2 separate regions of the Sus scrofa genome follow, and region 2 is linked to region 1. A link is a contact called in public Hi-C data. All regions are on one chromosome and are shown on one strand. Each heading gives the region's core, a stretch centred on a gene start, on an enhancer-like site or on the middle of the called end of the contact. The rest is flanking DNA. Distances are from core to core; before and after follow the strand shown.

Region 1 (7,960 bases), core at 2,921-5,420:
GCAGCTTGGATCTGGCATTGCTGTGGCTGTGGTGTAGGCTGGCAGCTATAGCTCTGATTTGACCCCTAGCCTGGGAACTTCCATATGCCTTGAGTGAGGCCCTAAAAAAATTAAAAAAAAAAAAAAAAGGTGGTATCTTACCAACTATACAGACACATTTATCACAAAAATAACAAAATATACTTTCACTTTTCTTTTTTAAACAATTAGCACAAGAGTTCCTGTCGTGGCTCAGCAGAAACAAATCTGACTAGCATCCATGAGGATGCAGTTTCCATCCCTGGCCTCGCTTGGTGGGTTAAGGATCTGGCGAAGCTGTGAGCTGTGGTGTAGGTCGTAGACAGGGCTTGGATCTGGTGTTGCTGTGGCTGTGGTGTAGGCCAGCAGCTACAGCTCTGAGTAGACACCTACCCTGGGAACCTCCATATGCCACGGATGCGGCCCTAAAAAGGCAAAAAAAAAAAAAAAAAAAAATGCAATTAGCACAGTTTCATGGTTCATGAGCTGGGCTTTGTCTGCAGGTATTTCTCTCAGTACAAGGTAACAGGACAAGAGACTTGCCCCAAATCCTTCATGCAATCAAGAAAGCATTCACTGACCATCTACCATGCTAGACTGTGGAGACATAAATTTGGAAGTAAAGGAGTCGCTATCTTTATAGAAATTTTGTTTCTAGGGAGCCCTAAGCAAATGGAGACTGTAAGAACTGTAATAAAGTATGACTAAAATATCCTGGAAATTATTAAACTCTGCATGGACTTGCCAGAAATACTTCAAAGAGGCTTAACAACAAAAGTCCAGATAGGGAGTTCCCTGGTGGCACAGTGGGTGAAGGATCAGGTGGTGTCACTGCTATGGTGCTTCAATCCTTGGTCTGGGAACTTCTGCATGCCACAGCGGGGCCAGGAAAAAAAAAAGTCATAAAAGGGCTTTCAGGGGAGTTCCTGCTGTGGTGCATGGGTTCAGAATCCAACTGCAGTGGCTCTGGTCTCTGTGGAGCCATGGGTTCAGTCCCTAGCCTGGCACAGTGGTTTAAAGGATCCCAGTGGTATAGGTCACCACTGAAGCCCGAATTCAGTCCCTGGCCCAGGAACTTCCATATGCTATGGATGTGGCCATAAAATTTTTAATTTAAAATTTTGTTAAAAAAAAGGGCTTGGAGTTTCTGTTGTGGCTCAGTGGTAATGAACCTGACTAGTACCAAGAAGATTCAGTCGATCTCTGGCCTCACTTAGTGGGTTAAGGATCCTGAGGTGCTGTGGCTGTGGTGTAGGCTGGCAGTTACAGCTCCTATTTGACCCCCAGCCTGGGAATCTCCATATGCCTTGGGTGAGGCCCTAAAAAAGCAAAAAAAAAAAAATCTAAATAATACAGAAATAAGGGCATTCAGGTACAAGTGCAGAGAAAAAGGAAGCCTCATTATTTAGGGAAAGGTGAGGTGTAAAGGTGACCCAGCTGAAGAGGAAGGTGGGCACACTATCTGTTAGTAAATATTTACTGGTGAGCACCATGCTAAATGCCAGGGATACAACAGCGCTACAATAAGTTAAGGACCATGCTTGTAACTTAGCACTGCCAAAAGTAAAATTCACTTATATTTATTGACTGTTAAGTGCGAGGCACTGATTTGGGTTTGGGAGACACTGAACAGTGAGTGAACAAAGGACAATTCATGGAGAGAGACAATAAATACAAAAACACCAAATGTTAAGTGCTGAGAAAAAAGACAGGAAAGGGAATGCAGACTGGCAACGGATTTGATATAGTCTTAAATCAGGGTATCAGGGAAGGCCTCCTGGGGTGGTATTTTCTTTATTTTTTTCGTCTTTTTAGGGCCCCGCCCTGGGCACATGGAGGTTCCCAGGCTAGTGGTCGATTCAGAGTTACAGCTGCCGGCCTACACTACAGCCACAAGAACTTGGGATCTGAGCTGCGACTGTGGCCTACACCACAGCTCACAGCAACGCTAGATCGTCAACCCACTGAGTGGGGCCAGGGATCAAATCTTTGTCCTTATGGATACTAGTCGGGTTCCTTAACCACTGAGCCATAACAGGAACTCCCTACGATGATATTTTCAAGAGATCAGAAGGAAGTGAGGGAGGCATCCAAGCAGATATGTGAGGTAAGAGTTCCAGGTAGAAGGAAAAGCCACTGCAAAGGCCCTGAAATGGCATAGGGGCGATAGTGGTTGGAGTTTAGTGAACGAAAGGGAGAGCAGGTCTGAGAATTAATGTGAACCTATGACATAGGTCCCTGTGGTCCTTTCAAAAGATTTTCACTTTTACTCCGAGAATGGGCAGTCATTTCATTTCAGAGTTTGCAGTGGAGAAGTGACATGATCTAGACTAGGTTTTTATTAGGTTGACTCTGGCTGCTGGACTGGGAATGGACGGTAGAAACACATGGGAGCTGTTGGCAATAATCAGGAGACTGATGGCTTAGACCAGGGCGGATGTGGAGAGAAGTGGATGGATGTGGAGAGAAAGGCTAGATAAAGGGTGTATTTTTGTTGTTGTTGTTGTTTTTAGGGCCACACCTATACCATATGGAAGTTCTGAGGCTAAGGGTCGAATCAGAGCTACAGCTGTCAGCCTATGCCACAGCCACAGCAATTCAGGATCTGAGCCGCGTCTGCGACCTACACCACAGCTCATGGCAACACCAGATCCTTAACCCACTGAAGGAAGCCAGGGATCAAACCCGAATCCTCATGGATTCTAGTTGGAGTCGTTAACCACTGAGCCATGAAGGAAACTCATGATATTGGGTGTATTTAAAGCCAATGGTAAAGCTCAAGTTTTAGCTTAATGTGAGATTCAAAAAAAGTTGTCAAGAAGGCATCTGGGACATTCCCGTTGTGGCTCAGCAGGTTAAGAGCCCAACATGGTATCCATGAGGACGTAGGTTTGATTCCTGGCCTCACTCAATGGGTTAAGGATCCAGTATTGAGTGTAGGCTGCAGATGGGGCTTGGATTTGGTGGATTTGGTGTTGCCATGGCTGTGGCTTGCGGGGACAGCTGCATCTCCAATTCTACCCCTGGCCCCTCAGAAGTTCCATATGCCTCAGGTGCTGTAGTAAAAAAGGGGGAAGAAAAAAAGGCATCTGGATGAGTCTAGGATTCCACAGAGTGGTCTAGATTGGGGATATGAATTTGGAAGACCTCAGTATTCAGAGTTTAAAAGCCATGAGACTGGATGAAATATTGTCACCAAGGAATTGAGTGTAGCTAGAAAAGATGCCCAAAGGTTGAGTCCTTGGGAACTCCAACATTTGTAAGTTGGGGAAATCAGCAGGAAGGAGAGGTATTGGCTAAAGAAGTAGGAGGTGAACTTTGTAATGACCTGGAAGCCAAGTGAGGAAACTATTTCAAGTAGACTGATCAAAGCGTCAAGTGCTGCTAACAGGTCAGGAAAACTAAGGCACGTTAAGCAATTTGGATTTTTTTTTTTTTTTTTTTTTTTTTTGCGAAACTGAGACGCCTGGCCGAGGCGGGATAGGAGGTTGTGATGGCAGAGAATGGATCAGATTTTTTTTGGACCATTCTGAGCGCTGTGCAGAATGGAGGGGAGCGAGGCGACGCAAGCCTGACCCATAACGAACGGGCGTCCTCCCTACCGTGTGACGAACTGTAGGCCCAGCTGCAAAAGAGAAAGAGACTCATAAGGGACTAGTTCACACCCTCTCGCCTCCCGCTTCCCCGTCCTCTTTCCCTCTCTTACAGGAGATAGCGGGCCTGGCCCGGGCAGCTATCTTGTAGTTTCCATGCCGCAGCCTCAAGGTAGTGCTTCTGCCTCATCGTCACCGCCAATTCCACATCTCTGATACGCAGGGACGCAAAGAGACTCCGAAAGCCGGCTGGAAACTTTGACGTCAGGATCCGAGCTCCCTCTGGAAACAGGCGCCCTCAGCTGAAGGGTTCCGGTTCCTTTGCGTCCGGTCCCCTGCGCTGGCCCGCCCTCCCTGCGCCGGGCCCGCCTCCAGGTCCCTAGCGGTCCTCGCTGGCCAGGCGCGGATCGCTTAGTACAAGAGGCTGTGCGGAGCAGCTTGATTGGGCCGGGGTGGCTAGGTTGAAAGCCGAGTCTGACGCCTGCTTCTGGTCTTTATCTGATTGATAGCCTCCTCTCATACCGGTGGTCATTTCCTCAACCGCCATCGCCCCCTAGATTTTCAAGCCCGGGCACTGACTTGCACCCGGGTAGGCGGAAGCGAGGCCCGCAAGGGGGCAGCTGCGAGAAGCGCGGTTTCTGGTCTCCAGTCCAGCCTGCTCTGGGCAGGTGCACTAGCGAGCTTATTTTATTTTATTTTTTCCTGCTTTTTTTTCTTTTTTTTTTCTTTTTGCCATTTCTTGGGCCGCTCCCGCGGCATATGGAGGTTCCCAGGCTAGGGGTCGAATCGGAGCTGTAGCCACCGGCCTACGCCAGAGCCACAGCAACGCAGAATCCGAGCCGCGTCTGCCACCTACACCACAGCTCGCCGCAACGCCGGATCGTTAACCCACTGAGCAAGGGCAGGGATCGAACCTGCAACCTCATGGTTCCCAGTCAGATTCGTTAACCACTGCGCCACCACGGGAACTCCCCCATCCTACTTCTGTGAGGTGATCAGCATTAACAGTTGGGTGTCTCCTCCTTCTATGTCCTTACACACATAAGCACATGTACAAATGTATAAATATCCTCAGTTTCCACATACACACAACAACAACAACAACAAAAGATACCGGGAGTTCCCATTTTAGCACAGTGGAAACAAATCAGTGGGTTAAGGATCCTGCATTACCATGAGCTGTGGTGTAAGTCTCAGACATGGCCTGGATCTCATGTTGCTGTGGCTCTGGGATAGGCTGGCAGCTGTAGCTTCGATTTGACCCCTAGCCTGGGAACTTCCATATGCCTCCGGTGTGGCCCTAAAAAGCAAAAGACAAATAAACAAACACCCCCCCAAGATACACACAAAAAAAGAAAACCAAAAATAGAATGGTTTACTACTCTTACATTTTTCCTTAACAATAGGTCACAGACATCTCTCCAGGTCAGTTTATGTAGTTTTCAATAAGCTTTTAAAGAGCTGACAATATTACAAAATGTAATGAGCTGTAATTTATTTAACCACTTCCTGTTGATGAACATTTAATTTTTTTTCAGTGATTTGCTAGTTCAAATAGTGAAGCAGCAAAACTCACGAATGCTTTTTATTTCTTTTCTCTAAATTCCTAAAAGATAAATTACTGAGGGAAACAATATCCACATTTTAATTTGCTGGATCATCCAAAAAAGATTGTAGCAATTCACATTCCCAGTATCAATGTCTGAAAAAGCTGATTCGAATTGGATCCGTGAAAATGTAAAGATCATTAGTTCACTTATCAGTGGAATCAAGCCTCTATTTATTTCTTATGGCTTGCATTTTCTTTTGTGAAATGAAATCTTCATTAAATTGTTTATCAATTTCTAGGAGATCTTTGTATTTTAGAGGAAATTCATCCTCTTCTTGTCATTTATAAAGCAATGTTTCCTTACTTTATCTCTCTCTTTTTTTTTTTTTTTTTTTTTTGCTTTTTTAGGGCTGCACCCGAGGCATATGGAGGCATATGGAATCGGAGCTACAGCTGCCAGCCTACACCACAGCCACAGCAATGCAGGACCTGAGCTTCACCTGAGACCTACACCACAGCTCACAGCAACACCAGATCCTTAACCCACTGAGCTAGGCCAGGGATCAAACCCATATCCTCAGCCTTCATCCTTGACTTCCCCCACCAGCCTGCCCTGCGCCCAGTCTTACTCCTTCTCAGCCTCACCGAGGCCCACTGCTGCTTCCTCTTCCCACCCCATGTAGCCACGCCGTCCACAGGGTCTGCCGTCAACCCCTCAGGAGCAAATCATGTCTCTGCCCACTTCTCCTGACGCCCTGGAGATCCTCTCTTCTTTTGCATACACCCCTACGTTGGTCCTCTACGTTCATTTCCTACCTCCTCTCTCCCTATCCATCCTTCACAGGGCAGACAAAGTAGTCTTCTTAAAATGTAAATCATTTGGGGGGACATGGAGCATCCCTGCTCCGAATTCTCTTCAAGCTCCTCCTTGCACTTGGCACACAAGCTCCTAGCAGTGCTCTCCAGGGCCCCATGTGGTGGTCACTGCCCCACCTTGAACCTCACCTTGTCTCACCCTCCTACACTCATACTGCTCCTCACATTAATCTTCTTTCTCTCTCTCATTCAACATGTCCTGCTCAGACCTGCCCCAGGGCCTTGGCTTTGAAAGAGGATCCTTCCCATGGGGGCTTTCCTTCTCATTCAATCTTGGCTCTCAAAGAAGCCTTCTTAAACCACCCCAATAAAGAACGGGTGGCCAGCCCCACCCACCAAGTCACTCTCTGCCATAGCTAGTTGTCATAACCTCACCATGTGAAATTGCCTTATTCATTCACAGTTTACCTGTTTACCTGTTCTCCTCCTGAATGCCTTGGCATCAAGGCTTTGTCTGTCCTTTTTGTTGCTCCCCACATGGACCGCAGTCCAGGGCATGGCAACAGAGCAGGGGCTCAATAAGAAATTGCTGCAAAATCGTAAGGGGTTGAAGGGGTTGAAAATCAAACTAGACTGGCCATGAGTTAACAGTTGGTGGCAGTGCATTTATGTTCATCTATTTTAAAGTTTTTATTATGGAAAATCTCAAACATATACAAAATAACAAACCTTCTTCTATCCATCACACAGCAACTCTTGGCATCCTAGCATTCGTGTTTCATCTCTACCCCTCCCTACTCCCCTTCAATTGCAATAATAATTGTAAATTCTTTAAGGCAAAAATGTACCTATGCTGAAATGTACATAGCTTAAAGTTACAATTTACAAAATGAATATGCTCCCATCAAGACACAGAGTAATTTCCAACCCCCTGGAAAATGAATCACGCTCTATCAAGATTCCCATCACCCCAGAAGTCCCCCTAGTGATCTTTCCCAGTCACCCACCCTTCAAAGAGGCCACTACTTCCCTTCTCTCCTTCCTCCTCCCCTCCTCCTCCTTCTTCCCATGTATTAGTTTTACCTTTCCAGAACTTCATACAAATAGAATCATACACTTCTCACATAAATGAGTTATAGCCTTTTCAAATTTCCTTTTTTTTGGTCGTTTCAGGGTCGCACCTGTGGCATGTGGAGGTTCACAGGCTAGGGGTCTAATTGGAACTATAGCCGATGGCCTACACCACAGCCACAACAACGTGGGATTCCGAGGTGCGTCTGCAACCTACACAACAGCTCACAGCAACGCTGGATCCTTAACGCACTGAGCAAAGCCAGGGATTGAACCCTCAACCTCATGGTTCCTAGTCGAATTCATTTCTGCTGTACCACAATGGGAACTCCTCGAATTTCACATTAATGGAATGAAACATCATATACTCCTTTACTATTTTTATTGCTGAGTAGTATTCCATTTTATGATTATACCACACTTTGTTTATTCACTCACCTGTTGAAGGACACTGAGCTGCTTCCAGTTTTTATTTTTTATAGATAGAGCTGTGATTAACATTGTTATACAAGTCTTTTTGTTACCTGGTTTTCACTTTTCCTGGGTAAGTTACGGAGAGTAGAATTTCTTGGTCAAATGAACATATTTAATTTTATAACAAATGACCAAATATTTTTCAAAGTATTTGGACTATTTTGAATTCTCATCAAGAAAGTATGAGAGTTCCACTTGCTCCGCATCTTTGTTAATATTTGGTGTTGTCAGTCTTTTAACTTTTAAACCATTGTAGTGGATGTGGAGTGGTATCTCTGTGGTTGTGATATTCACTTGACTGTAAATAATGATATTGAGCACTTTTTTGTGGTCATTTGCAATGTGGGAGAAATTCGGTAGCTCCAGCACCATTTGTTGTAAAGAATTGCCTTTTCCCATTTAATTTATGTTAATTCCTTTGTCAGAAGCAGCTGATCAC
Region 2 (7,960 bases), core at 3,890-6,389, 99 kb before region 1:
TCATTAGTGGAGCCTTGAGAATTGCCTCAGGTCATTGGGTAGGGGATGGGATTAGGCCTGCATTCATAGTCAGATCAAGGGCAAGAGTTTTAGGACCACCACCCTTCTGCAGATTTGAATACACACCTTTACCAGATACTAAAGAGGATTTACTTCTCCGGAAAGGAAGAGGTGGACTTTTCCAACCCCAGCACCTCTTGGATGAATGATAAAACTGTAGCCCACCTTGGGCTACAGCTTCCATACCTGCCCACCTGCATCTCTCACAAGCATCGTATCTTAATAAATCTATTTCTTGCCTATCATTTTGTCTCTCGCTGAATTCCTGAGGCGCGGAGACATGAAGAACCTGAGTCTCAGTGAGTCCAGACACAGGGTGAGTGATTCTAATTTAAAACCGTGGGTGTAAGCCCCAATCTGGGTTTAGGCCGGGTTTGAGTTCTGGCACATGGGTTCAAGTCCCAATCTGTGTTCTGGCTAGGTTCAGGCCATTAGTGCTGTCAGTTTCACTGAGGATTTCACAGTCCAAAAGTTGGAACAGGCATGGAAGCAAATATCTTCAGGATAATTTCTGTTTTTTGTTTTTGTTTTTGCTGCACCCGAGGCATGTAGAAGTCCCTGAGCCAGTGACTGAACCTGGGCCACAGCGAACCACAGCAATAACAATGCCAGATCCTTAACCCACTGTGCCACAAGGGAACTCCCTGCAGTGTAGTTCTTCAGTGAAGTTCTGAAGTAGTTCTCACTGGGGACAAATTCCCCCCTCCCCCCGCCCCCACCCAGGACACTTGGCAATGTCTGGAACATTTCTGGTTGCCATCAAGTGGGGAAGGGTACTACTCACATCTGGTTGGAAGAGTGCACAAACATTGTTAAGCATCATACATTGCATGGGACAGCCTCCGCATCAAAGAATCATCCATCTCAAAATGTCAATACTGGAGTTCCCTTGTGGCTCACCCAGTTATGAACCTGACTAGCATCCATGAGGATGAGGATTCGATCCCTGGGATTGCTCTTTGGGTTAAGGATCTGACGTTGCCGTGAGCTGTGGTGTAGGTTGAAGGCGAGGCTCAGATCCCACATTGCTGTGGCTGTGGTGTAGGCCAGCAGCTGCAGCTCTGATTCAACCCCTAACCTGGGAACTTCCTATGTTGCAGGTAAGGCCCTGAAAAGCAAAACAAAACAAAACAAAACACCCCAAACCAAAATGTCAATAGTGCCAGTATTGAGAAACCCTGTTCTAGAGGGAAGGGGAAAAAATTATAGATATACAGAGGGAGGAATGGGTCCTGCTTGTCCTAGGAAATACAGGGAAAGGTTTTATAGAGGAGGGATATCTAAGCTGGGTTTTGAAGATGGGATAGGATTTCCATGGTAAAAATAAAAAATGCTTGTTATTTTAGAGAGAGAGTCTGAAATATCAATTGATAAATGATATAATGTCTGGAATTTACTGCAAATAATTCAGTGTGGGGATGTGAGTGGTGTGAGAAAAAGTAGAAGTTTGCCCAGGAGTTGATAATTGTTGAAACTCTTGATGGATACCTGGAGGTTAGTTATATTCTTTATTTTTTGTGTGTTCTTGAAATTTTCCATAATAAAAAATTTGAATAAAGATTTTTTTCTTTTTTTATTGTGGTAAAATATATATGACATAAAATTACCATTTAGGAGTTGCTACTATGGCTCACTGGGATTAGCAGCATCTCTGCAGTGCCAGGATGCAGGTTTGATCCCTGGCCTGGCATAGCAGGTTAAAAGGATCCTGAGTTGCCATAGCTGTGCTGTAGGTCACAAATGCGGCTTGGATCTGATCCCTGGACTGGGAATTCCACATGCCCCAAGGTGGCCAAAAAAGAAAAAATAAAACAAAAACCATTTAACCATTTTTTAGTGTACAATTAAATGGCATTAAATACATTCACAACATTGAGCAAGCATCACCACTATCTATTTGCAGAACTTTTTCATCATCCCGAATAGGAATTCTGTGTTCATTAAACAATAAGTCCTCATTCCTTCCTCCTCCCAACTACTGGTAACCTCTATTCTACTTTATGTCTCTGTGGATTTCCCTATGTAGATACTTCATATCACTGGAGTCATATGATATTTATCCTTTTATGTCAGGCTTATTTCACTTAGCGTAATATTTTTGAAGTTTACAGTTGGCAGTTCCTGTTGTGGTGCAGCAGAAATGAATCCCACTCATATCTGTGAGGATGGGATTTGATCCTCGGCCTCTCTCAGTGGGTCCGGGACCCGACACTGCATGAGCTGTGGTGCAGGTTGCAGCTGAGACTTGGATCTTGCGTTGCTGTGGCTGTGGTGTAGCCACAGCTCTGATTTGACCCCTAGGCTGGGAACTTCCATATGCTGAGGGTATGGCCCTAAAAAGCAAAAAAAAAAAAAAAAGTTTACCCATGTTGTAACATGTATCAGAATTTCATTCCTTTTTATGGCTGAACAATAGCACATCGTATGCATATACTACATTTTGTTTGTCCATCCTTCCATTGATTATAATCAATTTTAAAATAACTTTATTTTGGGAAGGAGGGTACAGGTGGTTGCAGGGAAGATATTGCTTGCATCTTTAAGTGGAAAATGGAATTGTTTAGGATTTGGGAAATAATTAGATAAGTTTGTCATTGCTGGGGCTAAAAAACACAGAGCGGGGAGATGGCTGATGGTGCTGCTAGGAGTGGTAGAACTGAGTTAATGGGAGCCTTGTATGTCAAACCAAGGCTATGACCTTTTCCTCTTCTTTTCTTTTCTATGGCCAAACCCATGTCATACAAAAGTTCCTGGGCCAGGGATTGAATCTGAGCCACAGTTGCAACCTACACTACAGCTACAGCCACACTGGATCCTTAACCCACTGTGCTAGTCCAGGGATCGAACGTGTGCTTCCACAGTCACCCGAGCCACTGCAGTCGGATTCCTAACCCACTCTGCCACAGCCAGAACCCTCTATGACCTTTTTCTTATAGGTCCCAATGAAGGTCCCTCCCCTCCCCTAATCAAAATATATTTCTTATTTTTTTTCTGTACAACTAATACATGCTTGTGTCAAAAATTCAAACCATACTGAAATATAAACATTGCAAAGAAGAATTTATCCATTTTCTTACCTATCTAAACCATTATAAAAGGTTTGATGTGTGTCCTATATCAAAACTCATCAGCTACAGACCACAAGAACAACCTAAAGTTAAAGTCAGGTTTATTCAGATTGCTGCAGCAAAGAAGAGAACTGTGGGGATGTATCATTAAGCAGTAATTGGTGGGAGTTCCTGTTGTGGCTCAGCAGTAAGGAACCTGACTAGTATCTATGAGGATGAAGGTTTGATCCCTGGCTTCACCTAGGGGGTTAAGGATCTGGCATTGCCGTGAGCTGTGGTGTAGGTTGCAGATGCACCTCGGATCCTGTGTGGCTATGGCTCTGGTATAGGCTGGCAGCTGCAGCTCTGATTTGACTGCTAGCCCAAGAAATTTTATGTGCTGCAGATTTGGCCTTAAAATGCCAAAAAAAAAAAAAAAAAAAAAAAAAAAACACGGGAATTCAAAGAGTTTAATACAAGAGCCTGTGCTGGGTGATTCTAGTGATTCTAAACAGGCTTTATGGAAAGCAGGAGTCTGTTCTGGATTGGGTTCTGTTCAGGAAGGAGAGACAGTTTGGCGATTGGGTAGGTCTTTGGTAATTTTTATCTGGAATGCCAAAGGATTGAGATTGGGTTAGAGCTATCACTGGTAAAACAGCTGTAATCACTGATGTAGTTAAAAGAGAATATTGGTAGTTTTCATGGTTTCAAGGTGGCCTTGACTCTTGACTCACTTATTCTACTACAATGTCAGAATGGCCTTTGAGTATTGTTTATATCCTGAGAGGCCTGCTTCTGTTTTGTTAGGAACATTACAGCCTAATGTGAAATTTAAGAAAGGAAAACCTGGAGTTCCCATTCTGGCTCAGCGGGTTAAGAACCTGACTAGTATCCATGAGGATGCGGGTTCAATCCCCGGCTTCTCTCAGTGGGTTAGTGCTGCAAGCTGTGGCATAGGTTGCAGATGGGGATCATATTTTGTGTTTCTGTGGCTGTGGTGTAGGCTCTGATTCATCCCCTAGCCTGGGAACTTCCATATGCCGCAGGTGTGGCCCTTAAAAAACAAAAAGGAAAGAGAAGATACTTATGATCAAGTAAAAAGGAATATTCGATGACTACTTGGTGAAAGTTCTGGAACAGTGCTTCTCAAAAGATGGTTTAGGAACTCCTGTGATTCCTTGTGTACCTATCTTGAAGTTTCTTATATTAATATTAGAGTACAACAGTATCCATCTTTCTGTGTCCTTTGTGATTTATCATAGTTAACACAAGTACAAGGTCAAAATGTGCTGGGTTATGAGATTTCTGAAATCTATTTTAAATTACACAATACATAAATATGTTCTTGTAAAAAATAAAAACAATACAGACACAGCTTAAGGGTTCCAGTTCTAATCCTCCACACAACTATTTATGTTATGCGTATTTTTCCAGACCTTTTGCCATGCATTTACATACTTATGAATTAATATAAAATGTATACTTTTATAAAACAATGTTATACTGTAGTTTTCCTTTTACAACTTAAAAAAAAACCCAATTCACCATTGGATTTATGAATATTTTAAGCTGCTGCATGTATTTTGTAATATGAAGTATCACAGTTAATTTAGCCATTTAGTTGCTGCGAAAGTCCCAGCTCTTTGCTGTTACTGAGCTGGACCATAAAGCTAGCATACAGCTGCATGGGCAAACATGCTGGGGTTCCCTAGCACTGACAGCACTTAGTGAAATCTCAAGGTCACCAGAAAGGTATATTTTAAAATGTAATATATCACCCCAAATACTTTTCCAAAGTGGCTATACCAAATTTACACACCTATGTAGAGGTTTTTAAAGACCCCTTGATAGAAATACTTTCTCCCAGCAGGAGAGTTCAAGGCCTGGCACACCCGCCCCTTCTCCGGCCTTGACCTCGGCAGTACCGCCCCACTGCCTCTCTATCTCTAGGCTCAGCCCCGCCCCTTCCGCTTGGAGGTCCCACCTCTTGGCCGCTTCTGTTCAGAGGGCGGGGCGTGGGTCGTCCGTGACATCACTGCCGGCTAGACGCCATCTTGCTGGTTCCCGGCGGGTCTTGGATGTGGCGGCCCCAGTGTTGAGGGCGTGGGCAAGGGTGGGGTGAGGGGGCGAGGCCGCGGCTGGGGCGGCGAAACTCTCCACCCCTCAGCCCCACCGCGTGGGACGGCGTGAACGAGGTGTCGGAGGGATGTCCGCCTTCTCTGAGGCGGCGCTGGAGAAGAAGCTGTCGGAGTTGAGCAACTCGCAGCAGAGCGTGCAGACCTTGTCCCTGTGGCTGATCCACCACCGCAAGCACTCGCGGCCCATCGTCACCGTGTGGGAGCGGGAGCTGCGGAAAGGTAAGACGGCCTCGCCTTTCTGCCGCTCCCTCCCACCCGGCCGGGTCCCTGAGGTCCCCCAAACCCTGCGCCCTGCTCCTTGAGGCCCCCATTACCCCAGCGACCCCACCTCACCGCCGCCCCGAACCCCCACTACCGAGCGCCCGGGGCTCCCTGGTGTCCGTGGTCTGCGGGCGGGGAGAAGTGTTGTGCGCTGCTCTTCCTGCAAAGTCGGCGCTTAGTAGGCTGTTGAATAAGGAATAAAGAACCGATACTTCTGTTGATTTAACGCGGAGACAGTAGCCAGGGGCTCAGGACTCTGCACCTAATTGCAGTCAGGTGTTTTGTTTTTTAATTGTGTACATTATAATGGAGGATGGGGGGAAATTGGGAAATGTGCACAGGAAAAGATCTGTATGCGGTTGGGAAATACCTATTTCTGTGACACATCATCTCAATCTTATAAAATTAATAGAGGAGTCAGAGTTTAGAGCTGGGAAACCTAAAATAAGATGCGTGATGCAATGGAAAAAATCCTGAATTTGTAGATTTTAGAGGACCTGAATTAGGGAAATTTCTTTATTTCTGAATTGCAAGTGCCTGAAAATGAGGGAGTTAGATTAAGTGAGGTAAGGTCCTTTCTTGCTCTATGATTATACGCCTCTGGGGCAGTGTCTTTATTTTACAAAGCATTCGATAGTGTTTCTGTAAATGAAGTTAACTTTTCGAGCAGTAGTCTTGCTGTCACTAAAATATCTAGAAGAATCATTTTGCTATGACTGCAGAGCCAATTTATCCAAGAACTGATTGTATGATAGCGCGACTGAAAATTAAAATATTTCGTCTGCTTAGTCTGGATTTGTACCTTAATTCTTAATTAGGTATAGGTAGTGGGCTCTTTCAATTGTTGTTTCAAACACCCTGATGTATCAGATATGATGGTTATTTATTAATTAAGGGTTTTAACAACATGTTCTTCATCAAAATAAATGTTTAAGTACTGATCCGTAAGAAAGCCATATGATAAATTAATATGAGAGCCAAAATGTGGCGTTGGCTATGTAGAATGGAGACAAACTCATTTTCTTGTGTGTTTGCTTGTGATTGATCCATTAGAAGAAGTTGACGTAGAGCTCTGTTTTTCACTTCATATGTAAGTGTATGTGTATTGGCTCTCATGGAGGAATTCACCTATAAGTAGCCAAAAAGGTTTGAGAAACACAAATATAAATGTCTGGAAAATAGCTGTGAACTTTGAGAAGGCAGGTATTGTATTTGCTTTTTTGCCTTGCTAGATATGAAAATCAGCAACAGGTGTATATATACTTTTTTTTTTTTGAAAAGAGTGTAAGGATTGGTACCCAGACTGTTTCTAAGAACTACCACAGATCAGTAGAAAGATGGACATACTGTTAAAGGCATTTCACATTAGAGAAACCGGAAAGACCAGTAAATGATACTTAATCTTACTAATCAAGGAAAATCAATGAAGTACCACTTTATACCCTTTGGTTTGCAAAATTTAAAAGCATGATAATACCAAAAATTGGGAAGGAAGACAGGAAACAGGAACTCTCTTCAATTGCTGATTGTAGTGTAAAAAAGGGATGGTCTTAGCAACCTCTAATGAAGTTGAAGGTATATATCTTTTGATCTAGTAGTTCTTCCGTGATTATATCTTGGACACTCAAGGAATTATGTTTATTGTAGTCTTTTTTTTTTTTGTCTTTTTAGGGCCACACCCGTGGCATATGGAGGTTCCCAGGCTAGGGGTCTAATTGGAGCTGTAGCCACCGGCCTACACCACAGCTCACTGCATCACTGGATCCTTAAGCTGAGCAAGGCCAGGGATCAAACTCGGCAACCTCATGGTTCCTAGGTGGATTCGTTAACCACTAAGCCGATGGGAACTCCTGTTGTAGCCTCTTAATAGCAAAATTAGATAAACAGTTTAAACATCTTACTAGTTAGAGTATGATAAATATATTTTGACATTCATGCAATATAATACGGTCCAGTGGTTTTCAGGAATGAACTAGAGCTACGTGAAAGAAACAACATGATTGAATTAAAGAACAACAAAGAAGCAAAATGTTGAGCTAAGAAAGAAAGGGGCAGACCAGTATGCCATTCGGTGAAAGTTTGAAAACATGCAAAACAATACTCTATATTGTTTCCAGATATCTGTAGTTATTGCTAGAACGTGCATAGTAATGATTAACACCATAGTCCAAGGTAGTTGTTGCCTTAAAGGAGAGAGGAAATGAGAAGGGATCTGTGTTACCTTATAGTACATATATTTAAAACATTTTTTGAAACAAATGGGGGAAAAGAATAAGATGTACTTTTAGCTGAGTTTGGAAATGTTTCCTTACATTTAAACGTTTCATAAATAGAAAAAGTTAAAGACACATAAATAAATGCTTTAGGAGGAGAGTAGTTTGGGTGATGATGAGATGATAGAAATGGTAGTAATACCAGTAGTGGTGATGACTGGGCTGCTGATTGTCAGTGTGA

What was found. A called contact is a pair of places that touch in the nucleus more often than the background predicts.
Region 2: a Hi-C map of liver shows a contact between it and region 1, with 7 times the contacts expected there. The contact joins the promoter of RPRD1A here to the promoter of C6H18orf21 in region 1. A contact is called at or near these places in 2 of 5 promoter capture datasets (fetal liver and liver), 21 of 47 Hi-C or Micro-C datasets (alveolar macrophages, blood, brain and 8 more) and 2 of 2 datasets of contacts at active chromatin or transcription factors (alveolar macrophages and skeletal muscle).

Annotation. Positions count from the first base shown.
Region 1 is chr6:119,731,598-119,739,557 of Sscrofa11.1, reverse strand. C6H18orf21 (UPF0711 protein C18orf21 homolog) reads right to left here and starts at 4,170. Exons shown (of 5, transcript XM_003356410.3): 1 at 3,725-4,170; 2 at 3,621-3,643. The coding sequence starts at 3,801.
Region 2 is chr6:119,831,201-119,839,160 of Sscrofa11.1, reverse strand. RPRD1A (regulation of nuclear pre-mRNA domain-containing protein 1A) reads left to right here and starts at 5,139. Exons shown (of 7, transcript XM_003356411.5): 1 at 5,139-5,464. The coding sequence starts at 5,314.